Linked DNA regions of Oryzias latipes: region 2 is linked to region 1. Evidence: chromatin contacts called from public Hi-C data. All regions are on one chromosome and are shown on one strand. The core of a region is the stretch at or near the end of the contact, and the rest is flanking DNA. Distances in the headings are between cores, read along the strand shown.

The links. A called contact is a pair of places that touch in the nucleus more often than the background predicts.
Region 2: a contact with region 1 is called in a Hi-C map of embryo, with 2.6 times the contacts expected there. The contact joins the enhancer-like site here to the promoter of LOC101167411 in region 1. A contact is called at or near these places in 3 of 5 Hi-C or Micro-C datasets (embryo and fibroblasts).

What each region holds. Positions count from the first base shown.
Region 1 is chr22:8,825,156-8,831,193 of ASM223467v1, reverse strand. LOC101167411 (SLIT and NTRK-like protein 3) reads right to left here and starts at 3,163. Exons shown (of 7, transcript XM_020713539.2): 1 at 2,823-3,163; 2 at 1-103. The coding sequence starts at 38.
Region 2 is chr22:8,911,651-8,917,749 of ASM223467v1, reverse strand. No RefSeq gene overlaps it. Among protein-coding and RNA genes, the nearest start is that of LOC101167664, 9.9 kb to the left of the region's middle. Within about 2 kb of position 1,424, at least 2 of the 8 cell types and tissues checked have an H3K27ac peak or open chromatin away from gene starts, as enhancers often do. A contact at or near this core is called in embryo, where this site is marked.

The sequences.
Region 1 (6,038 bases), core at 1,914-4,413:
ACACATCCCAGGGCCACCGCAAGAGTGACCCACTGCATCCTTCTGCTTCTCCCTTTCAGCTCAACAGCCTGGGGCTGCAGCCCGGCATCAGGCCTTCATCGCACTGCAAAATGAGGCAAAGATTCATACATTCAGACACAAACACACACAACAAACGCCGTCGGACACACAAATCAGTTAGGAGAGGCCAAGCAAAGGGGAGGTAGCCAGAAAAGTCCCTTCAGGGTGAATCACATCGGATGTACATCAGAAGCATATTCAAGCAGACAGAAAATAAATGTTAAATCACACACACTTTTGAAACGCGAGGAACGCAATTCATTATTCCTGAATAATGATGTCTAAGCCAACTGGAGGCCGTGATGCGCCATTATATGAGTCAACCTATGACAAACCTATGAGAATCTGCACAAGAAAACAAAGCTTCAGATAAAAACCAGGGTCTGATTCTTTTTCAAAACATCAATGTATTAACTGCTGCCACACCGGTTTAGAATTTCAAATTTAAATGCTGACATTGTAAATGCAAAACAGAGACACACAAGTGGCCTAATTCACCTGTGAATCACATTTTATCATGTTCAGAGTGGCTTTTTGGACACAAAGATGAAAAAAACTTGTGATGAATATATTCATCCCTGTTCTCAAACTGGGATGCTGAAATGTCATGCACGTGTTGTCTTAATGTATGCACTATGAATATGGGTAGATGCAAATCAGATTCATATTGCTTCTGTCTAATGAACTGCTCCATTTAATGTGATGAATGGCAATCAGAGAACAGAGGGATGCAGCACAAAACTCCTGATATTATCAATCAACCAAATATGTTGGGTTATCAACAGCTATCGAGACCTGTCATAGTTATTATTGTGGTAATGACAGTGGAGAGAAGGCATCACTGCAAATCAAAACTCTTCAAAATGTTGAAAAGGGCTGATGTGGAGGCAGTGGAATGATAGACAGGAGCACAAAGTGGTGCAGATCATAATAGTGATGATAATGAGAATCACACAGATTTGGAAAAAAAGAGGGAATAAAACCAAAATTGGTGAAGTCCTGCTTAAAAAAAGATCATTGGTGAAAATGTGATTCCTGTTCTGGGAATTTTCCTCTCAAGTTTTAATGAGACTTAAATTGGAAGAAAGCATCTCGATCTGCTCAAGCAATGTTGAACACCGCCATGTAAAATGCAATAATGATCATGATGGGATGGTAGCTGTAATCATCCGGTAATAATCTAGGAAAGGCGGGTTAGACGGCGAGGCAGAAGTGAAAACACCACCGCTCGGAAGAGGAAGAGCAATCACAGAGGTGATTATGATGGGAAAATGTAAAGGGAAAAGTGGGAACCAGAGGATGAGGAGGAAAGATGGGAGGAAGGTGAAGGAATGGAGGAGCAGACAGATAAGGGGAGAGTAATGGGCAGAGAGTTGGTGCACTTCAGGAGGAAATGGCTGAGGTGGGAGAGAGGGATAGGATTGCATAAGCACCAAGAAGTCAGTCAAGGCTGCCACTCGGTAGGAGAGCTCACAGTGAAACAACTGAAATCTGATATTGATTATATCAAAGCTGTGCTCTCGATCTGCACAACGCCTCACAGAAAAGCGGTGCCGAAGCCAAGTTTTCCTCCTGAGTGTGTCTACGTGTGCTCAAACAGAGCAAGACGGGTCAAACCATATCCAAAAAGTACGCCTTTATCGCCTGCCAAACACTGAAACAGGTAGCTAGACACGTGTGGATGAGTGTGAGCTTTCATAACAAAATCACTGTCATGCTGCAATATGTGCTGGACAATCTCACGAATAATAAAAAAAAGGAGAGGTGCAATTTCTGCAGGCTGCAAAAAGGAAATTCACCATGCTATTAAAGTGTTCGGAGCATCTGTGCTTTTCCAGGCGATACAGGCACACACGCTTCGACAAATTGGGCCAAAGCATGAAAGGGAGTCCCGACAGCTCTTCAATTTCATCTAAGAAATGCATTGTTTATCACTGGGTCCCCCAACCCCCTGATATAGAGGAGATCAATACTGGGCCTCGATGGACCACTGAGATCCCTCCTGCTTTATTATGCCTTGGTGGATGGTTATCTCTCCCTAATGAGAAGAAACACAGTCAACACTCAAGCTCTTTCTCCAATCAGCCAAGTGGACTAGTCAGCAGTCAGCAAGGCTCTGCGTCACAATGGTAACAAGAAACAAAAAGGAACTGAATGTTGATGGATACAGCACAGCAGGGAACTGGCCTCTGTGTGTCTGTCACACTCTGACTGTTTTCATCATTTAACACAGGCCTCATGCAGGTGTGGCTCCCCTTCTTTTCTCCCTTGAGTCTCTCTGACTTTTTTTTCTTCCTCTTTTCTCTGGACCTGCACACTGACGCAAGCCAACCAGAGATGACGGTCACTTTCTCCAACGTATTATTCATGTCACATAATCCCACTGTCTACCTCTGTGTCCTCTCTGTCGGTCAGAAAGCACACTCATCAAGGCTTTTACACGGGGCCCCTGATCACTGAACACTATCAGCAGAAGCAGCAGCAGCATCACTGATCAAATGCACAGGGCTGTCAGCCCGGACAGCACCAAGAAAATCAATTAACAAGTAACATTTCGGCATGCATTGTAATAGTTTGCTAAATGGAAGTATGACCAATTAAAAAGCCGAGTCAGTAAAAAGATCCCATTAGACATTTACCAGGCTATGTATGAAAATCCTTGGCAGAGTAACGCAATCCAATTGCATTCCTCATCGTCTCGGAGCAGCTTCTCAGATCCACACAGCGACGCTCAGCAGAGCAGGGATGCGGGCAATACTCACTCAGTCCACCGCCAAAGAATTGAGGAACGACCGAGAAAAGACTTTAGAGGCTGACTGTCGACATGTCGTGCACGTTCAGCTGCACTCTTCTCCCTCTCTGCGCTCCTGTAGCGGCTGAGGCGGATGAGGAGGAGGAGGGGGGAGAGAAGGGGGGACGTGATAAGACTGCAATGAGGTGGAGGAGAAAAAAGGAAGCGAGAGAGAGAGGAGAGTGTGTGTGTGTGTGTGTGCGCGTGGGTGTGTGTGTGTGTGTTAAAGAGAGATTGGCTTTAGGATGCAGGTCCGCTTCTCCACCACGCAGCCCATGGGAGCTGCGGCACTGGACCGCTGCTGAACACGCAACCACGGAGGATGCTCTCCTCATCCCGAGCAGAGCGGAGTACTTTTACAGAAGAGGGGGGTGGGGGGTTCCACCATCACGACCTGAACCGGTTCGGCTATTCTCCGAAACAGATTACAGAGGAATCAGAGACGACTGATTGCCATAAACTTTTTAAAAACATTCCATTATGCTGTTGATAATTTACCCCATCATTATCCTTATTGCATTCAATCTCACCTTTTTTTTAATGTGTTACCATGACGACTCGTGCCAGAAAAAGTGATGACTCTTATGAGTTTTGTAAGGCCTGGAAAGCCTTTCTTCCAAACGCCTCTCCTGTCAAGTGGAGGCGGAGGGCGCAACAGATGGCGCCCCCACCGCCTCACCAGCATTAAATTTAGCCCCTTCTCCGTGCTAATCACGACCCCACTAGGTGGCTGCTGCTCCATCAATACTTCCTATATAAGTGGCTCCTCCAGGGCCCCTTGAGAGACTCGGGCTCCCCTCAATCAAACACACACTGCGGTGCCACTGTGTTGCAAACTTTAACAGAAAGGCGTTCAAATATCAGGGAAAAGATTTAATAACAACATGTCTCCCACGTTACCAAGCTGAAAGTTCAATTTTCGGTTCAATTTCACATTGATTCCTGCGTGCATTATGAGGTGAATCACCTTGAGGAGACGGAGAGGCGCATCTCCCCCCTCTTCTTCCCTCCTCTCCCTCCCCACAGCAGGAGAAGCTCTCCCCAGAGATTCCTATCAGAAACAGTAACAGAGGCCGTTCCAGTAATATCAGCGAGATGCAGATGATGGTTATAGATCTCTGGGCTCTCAGGTGCATTAGTGTGTATTACAGCTTCCCCACAAGGCTACTTAATGCTGGCTTGCAGGGGAAACAGTCCAAGCATGTGTACGCTACATGCATTACTTTTGCAGACACATGCACATGTTTAGGTTGTTTGCAGGAGATGTTTTTGTTGCCCAGGTGCTGAGAGATGATTTGATCTATTTTGAGATAGGGTGTCAAATTTGAGATCACAACCCTGAGCTGAGGCACTGGCCATGAAGGGGAATATAGGAGAAAAACAGTCACTTTGCTCACTGTAGTGATGTCAGTGAAGCGTGTAGGCTCTCTAAATTAAGAAAATAAACAGAAAGGAACAGAGAGGATGGTTATCAGGCACAATCAGATACCTGCGGGTCTTCTCTTTGGGGGAAAGAGCCACACTGAGCTCATGAAGTACTTTTTTTGGAGTGTTGACTGGGCCTCTAAAGTAGGGGATCTATTTATACTGTCCTACTGCTGTCTGTGGAGCTGTCCAGCACTGAAACGGGTGGGGATTCGAGCTGTTTCATTTCTGCCACTTCTCTTTTCTTCCTCCTCCGCTCTCTCCTTCTCTAAAGCTTTTCCTTTCTTCCAGTTTCTGTCAGATCACACTTGGATTCTTTATATTTCAGACCCCTTTCTTCTCCCCACTTCCTTCTTCTCCCTTTACTTTTTCATTTCTTTCCCCCTTTGGATTGTTAATTCGGGCTGCCACTCTTTCTTTGATTTCATGCGCTTTGTTTTCCTCTGGTTGTTCACTTCATCTTGTCATCTACCGAGGACACATCGCACAAAGTGGTCATCCCAATACTCCAGCTCTCTCCAATTAAACTTTTATGCGCAAGATGTCCACCGTGATCAGTCTGCATGCATGAATGACACTAATACTTGAGAAGAAGATGCATTGACAGGAGAAGTGTGCATGGGTAGTCCTCTTTGCCACTGAACAAAATCCAAACTGCAGAGGAGCTGCCCTCCCTCCATCATAAAATTGATTAAATATATTAAACAATGGGTCCGCATAAACTTTCTTCTCACGTTGCTTACATGTGCAGTCTGGCAAAAAATACACCCCAGCTGTTCCCCTATCCACAATAATTTATGATCTAATGCAGCCTCCTTAAAGCTACATGTTGTTCACATATTGCTGACACATGCTCTGCTTTCTTAAAGGTCTGCAGGGCCACTCGGTCTCTGGTTATTCACTGGGGGGAAGTGAGAAGAGGCAGACACTCTGCGGAAAGATGAAGAAGAAGGGGAGAAGAAGGACAGAAGGAGGGAAGGGGAAGTAAACAGACGGGCCGTGGGAAGAAGTGAACTACGCAGCGGGCGTTTGGGGGTTGCAAGGGCTGGCTGCCATGCATGGTGAAGGAGGGGAGGATGGCCAGGAGGGCAGGTGGCTCTGTCATTAGCTGCAGATTAAAGCGGAGGGCAACTCCAGAGGACTCACCTCTGATTCACGCAGTAGTACTGCGGGCAAGGACAAGCCTCTCGGGAGACTTGGAACACATGCATTCGCATGAGCAGTGGAGAAGTGATTCACAAGATTACCCACAAGCACCTGAGTGCACACAGAAACACATAAATGTAGGTATAGACCATATATGATGTGACTCTCAGTGAAGGGCTCCCACACAAACTCAGTCAGGAATAACACATGCTCACACGTACACATCGTTGAGCTAATTAATCAAATCTCCTGTTTTAATTAGTATTTAAATCAGTTGCCATGGAAACCTTGCCCCCTTGAATTCTTGAGGTAAAGCTCTAGTTGCAGCAACCGCCTCACTACAGGAGGCTGTCCAAGGGGAGCCAAATTTATAACAGTGATTCAACTGGTAGCATTTACATATCGCATTTTGACAACTCTTTTTTTATTTTTTTTTATTTTTTAAAGAGACCTGAGGAGCCACATCTGAGCTTCACAGTCACAGTAAGGGGCAAGGAAGTCCTTAAAAATAGGGAATTATGACAACTCACAGTGCAGACATGCTCCTATAGCAGGGGTCGGGAACCTTTTTGGCCAAGAGAGCCATAAATGCCACATATTTTGAAATGTAATTTCG
Region 2 (6,099 bases), core at 175-2,674, 88 kb before region 1:
AGATCGGACTCGTCATCCACCAGTTGACCCATTACAAGGTTAAACTTGGCGCTCCTTAAATTGAGCAAATGTTTTAAGCAAATAGATTCAGCAATTTGAGTCTTTGGGATGAGATTAAAGGCATTTCAGAGACCATCATACAGAGCCAAGTGATCAATTGATTTTTATCTGATGGCAAACGTGCATTTTAAGAGCGCCTCTTACTCCCGTTCATTAATATTCATTCAAGCACACGTCTGCTCACAAACAGGCTGTGCCCTCAACTGTCAGCCGGGTAAAGCTTTAGCTGGACTCAGTAGTTAAAGTACTGTAGCCAATGATGTGTCACACAGCAATTAAACGTCTTGTTTCTGTAGGTCAGGAGTTTCTGGTTTGTCTGGGGAAATTGATATATTTTAAAACAGTTACTAAAATAAAAATGAATTACTATAATAAAATGAGTAACCATAATTTAATTTGTTTATTTTTGGGAAGTTCAGAATAAAAAGGAATAACTCATCTGTTCCTTAAAAATAAAAAAAGAGGTTCTTTCATTTGTTTTCACCCTTCTGTGCGTTTCTATGTATAGGAATCTCATTTCATTTTTTGGGACAAAAAATTAATGTAAAAGGATTTATTTTAAAATTGCAGTTTGTATTATTCAATATTAAAGTCCAAATGTGCAAAATCTAAGGATGTTTGACTTTTTTTTCTTAGTTTTCTCCTCTTACTATGCTGTAGAGCTGTTCTATCAGTCAGGGACACCAGAATAGTCAAAAGGTTGAAATGCTGCAGGGCTAAAAGTAAAGAGGTGGATCCTTTGGTTGAAGAAATAAACTTGTGGGGGTTGTTTCAGTTCTTATACTTACAGATCTACCATTCAATCCCCAAAAAAACAGCTCCAAAATGGGATTAAGATTCAGCCTAAGGCTAAATGTGTTCATACTGGAGGCAAAATTGTTTCAAATCTGACTTTTTGGACAGATTTTTACAAAACCTAGTTTTTATGACTGAGGAGCAAAAATCCTACATGGTTTGTATCAAGTTGTATGATATGTTTAAGCTGTGCACAGTTGACTAATCTTATAAGAACTTGTCTGTTTACCTTGGCACTTTTTAGGTTTTGGGAGTGGTTTGTTTCTTTCCCAGCAAAAAAAATTAAGTCTGACCCCGCTGAACAAAAACATGCCAAAACAGAGGCACTGTCTGCACTGCAGCTCTGCATCACAGTGAAAATAAACTGGTATTTCAAGTCCAAACCCCATGAGACTGCACAAAAATCATTAGCTATTAATACATTTAATTTAAATTTAATCTGCTGCAATTAGGAGATGTGAATAATTCTCACTACGAAAGCCAGCTTTTTATTAATTAAATACTGTTGTGTAGTTATCAAGCAGCAGGTGGCACCAGAGAGCAAACTTTAATCTGCTGCCACCTGTCAAGGCCTGGCTGGGTTGTTGTTGTGCTCTTTTTTTGTGTGTGTGAGACAGATGGCACTTACAAACAGCCATCTTTGATATCAGAGACTCAAAAAGTTCATGTCATTTAAAGTCGGATCAGATTGTTAGACATGCAAATGAGCGCTGGCGCTGACCAGCCCAAGTACACAGGTGAAAAGCTGGAATATACACGTTGTAGTGGGTCAGATGAAGCTTCCTGCTGCTCCCGTTATAACCCTTTTGACAATATGCCCAGTCATCTCCATGTTGGCACACAGCAGAGAGCACAAAGCGCACTATTAATGGCAAGCTCAATTACGGTAGAATCTCTGCTAATTTGTGGAAGCAGAGCTTAAATCTGTTGGTTTTTAGCACAATATAAAAGAACCGTATTAAGACATTTAAGCTTTTAAAGAAGTGTCTGCAAATGATGCATCATTAAACGTGAAGTAATTTCACAATAAAAGCAGCTGTCAAACATATTGACTGCCACACTCTTATTGTGTGACATCATAGTTTGGATGCAACAGACCCAGCTTATGTCCCATAGTCAAAGCACATACTGTATTACACAAAGAGCCTGTCAAATTATGCTGCTTCCTGTGGTGGGGTGGCATAAAAAGTAACTAATCATTAAAGTCAATGGAACCCCATTGTAAATAAGCCAGTTCCTGTTTTAACAGGCTGAGTAATGGTTTTCTCAACCTGGACGGAGACAAAGGTCTACACAATGGAAACGCATGAAGAGCCAATGTGTCACTCAGATCCACTTAGAAACATGCTGACAGCGTTGCTATCATTAAAGGAGATGGAAGATGAACACGATGAGTGCCTCGTCGTTAATCCCCACCATTTTCAAAATGCCTATCCATTCTGGCAGCTGCGAACCAGACAACCGTGTGCAAATGTGTTTTTTACAGTCAAATAAAATCTCTTTCAGATGCAAAAACATTTCAAGAATTCCTAAATGCTCTGTGATGGAAGGCAAAGGCGATAAGTCAAGGAGTTTGTTTGATTTAAACAAAAGAAAAATGAAAACAGCCCCCCCCAAAAATGTATTCATGGATAAATCAAACCTTTTTAATTTTTCGTGAATTCTATGGACAATAAGGAAAATAACTCAATAAGATATAGGACTGGCACACGGGAAACCAGCATTCAATTCCCAGGGGGTGCATTGAGCAACCAACATCAGTCAAGCATATCTACAAAGCAACTAGTAGTTCAATTTTTCAACATGCACAAACAACAACTGCTATCACAACTTAAGACTGAAGATGTACAACACAAATGGAAGACACCATGAGACAGCCGGAACAGAGTGGTGGAGCATGACTACCAAGGCTGAAAACTAAACAACTGACCAATAACCTGGAATAACAACATAGAAGCTCATATAATGACAATCATAATGACAATCAAGATAATAGGTGCATGGTCCAATACATGAGGAAATTGGTGGAGATGCCAGAGGAGCCAAACATTAACTTCTGATATGGTTTCAAATTCAGTCCTACAATTGGGTCTTTGCTGTCTGGAAACGAACAACCATGGGTGGGATAAATCCATGGGACCAGAGAAGATGCCATTGCTTTACGCTCAACCCTACTGAACTGACTTTGTGTGCTCCCTTTACACACTATTGAGACTGCCGTTTGTTAAATTGTTGTACATTTCCAAAATGTCTTGTTTCTCCAAGCTTCCAATACCAAACCAGAGCTAATGTCAGTAGAAATTGGATGGTACTTGCCAAAAATTTATGGATGCAACCTATCTTACAAATGCATGTTTCTAACAAATGTGACACTATTAAAAGGAAACTGTCATGGTTTGGGTTTCCTTGCATTGGTTTTTGCTTTTCGTTTTGTTTTTTGTCATGTTTGAGTTCTGTTTCCTGTTTTATTTTGAAAGGTTCCCTGCATGTCATGTTTTTGAGTTTTACTTCCCTGGTTCCAATCTCTCCTGATCTCTTGATCACCATGAAGGACTTTGAGAAGTGTTTGATCACGGTCGTCTGAAACAACATGCAGTAATAAATCAAAGAGCCAAATAATTTCAAGAAATATGACGCCTGGATTCAACACTTTCTCCATAAGTCTGAAGTGACCTGATTATCAGCAAAGTTCTGACATGCAGACAACTTGACCTCAACTCTTAGGCGCCGCTGATATCAGCTGAAGAAGGATATGGACCTCTATCTAATGTCTGCAGACATAAGAGCAAAGAGAACTATAAGCTTTGTTTTAAACCGAGAAGAACGGCTGTTAATCAGCAGAAGAAGAAATACCAGCCTTGGTCTTTCGACAAATATGGACCCTTTTTATTTTACTTCACAGCATTACTTTATCATAAAAAAAGCAAACAAAATGATAAAAATACAAAAAAATAATAAAACAAATGATTAATCAATTGTTGAAAGTTGTCAAATTGATTGACTTAATGATATATCTTCACTTGCTCCAAAAAATTTGATAAGTTGATTCATGAATTTTTCCTAATGTTACATAATTTTGCACATTTTAACTTCTGATACTTGATCAAATTTTGCTATGAAAATTCCTGAAACAGGGTTATGTCTATTTTACTGATATAGTATTATTTTTATTTTTTAATCATGACTTTTATAAGTAACATAATCTTCTTATATTTTGGATACTTCATTGCCATGTTGATTTCTAAAAGTTATTTTTTACAAAATAATTTAAGTAATTCATCTTCATCATGTGCTTTATTGATACTTCAAGATTCTTAATTCTGTCTGATAAAAGCTAGGAACCGGATATTGATAAATCATGTAATAAAATGGTTACAGTAGAACAGGGGTGGGATTATATAAATTCGCTTCCTTCCACTCCCTTTCAAGCAATATTTAATTTTATGTCTAATTATTCTAACTGAGTTTCTCCTCGTTGGGATTAATAAAGTTTTCATTCAAGTTTGATTAGTTATTGTATGAATGTATAACTGATGATTGTATTGTTTTTGTGTATTATTCCTATTTGATTGCTTGAAATAAACCATTTCCAATCAAAAATCAAAAATCAAAAATCGTGTCACCTGTGTCTTGTCAGTCCTGTCTGTATTTGAGTCTTGTCTCTGCCTTCCTCTTGTGCTGGTCCATCAATGTCTCTTCCCTGACTCCCTTCTGCCATGTGTTCATGCTATGCCTACAGTCCTTCATGCTCACCAGCCCTACCAACCTGACAGAAATAATACAAGCTTCCCAAAAGTGTCATATTTATTGACAAAAAACAGTTATAACAATGAAATATTAGTATACTTTAGATTTGAGCTGGATCTCAGGCTTTTTGTTCCTTGCCTGACAAGCAATTTGGAAACTTCGACTACATATTCTTTCTTGTTTTACAAGTTGTGAATGTAATTCTGAAATGCAGAAGTTTCTAGGAACTGCATGTGTGGTTAATTGTGCAATGAGAGGAGGCACAAGGTGCCATTTTAAAGATCCAAGAACCAAAGACAGCCAAGAACATTTTTTTTCCCAGACACACAACACTTACCCTGCAGTGTGACTCTTGCCTTCACCTCTTCTGACTCACTGAATAAATGTCCCCAGGATGAAGTGTTACTCAAAGAAACCCTGGCGTGGTGTTTCATTGAGCAACTGACAGTCTGCATTGGTTTTGATGCAGCAAACATGGTCAGCTTGCTTTTATAGCAAACCCTGCTAAGCATTTCAGCTCTGTTTCATTCATCCAATGCTGTGTTCAGACCGCCTAATTGTTTACTCCCAAAGTAAAACCCAGCATAAAATTAATTATGCAGAACACTCAGCGATGGATAGGGAACACCAGATGCTAATGCATTTCAGACACTACTTCAGTGGAGCAGCAGCTCATAATAATGCGCCAAACAGTCACAGATAAATGCTTAATAAACATGAAAATACCAGCAAGAGTGGCCTTAAAAGCGTACTGGACTTGGACTAAAAGTTGGAAAAATAGAGGAATGACTCACTGGTTACAAATTAAAGGTTATTTTGTATATATTTTTCAATAATAAAAAAGGAAAAGTTATTAGTATGCTCCATGATTAATAGGAATTCGCCCTGTGTCATTTTGATGGGAAAAATATTTAAATGAGAAAAGCAGCAACTCAGACTATCTTGACCTTTAAAGCTAATGAAATGATTGTTTAATAAAGAAATGCGGAACTGATCACAGCAAAAATCTAAACAAGACCAGTATTTGGTTGACTTCTGTCAATAAATGAAAAAAAAAAAAAATCACACCTTACTATTGAATATGTGTCTTAAACTGAGAAACTGTACAAACCAAACTACATATTTGATAAAAACTTTACACGTCTGAACCAAATAAACAAATTACGCCCATACCTGTCTACAAAAAAAGCCAATGAGAAAACCATTAACTGTATAAGAGAACTGGACAAAGTGACCCCTCCTCCCTTGCGTTCCAAACAGGAAGTTCCTGCCGGTTCCAAGAAGCCAAATTCTCATAGACTTCTATTGAGAAATAAACAGCTTTTACTCTGTCATTCTACTTGACTCTTTTTAACATGTTCTTACTAATCATAATTTTTTTTCATTCTATTTTTTCTGTATCGCAAGTTTTTCAAGTTATAAACTGACCAATGAGATCCCTCAGTAAAAGCATGTGGTGCCCGCTGGCCCCCACCTTTGATTGACAGATTCTCCCTA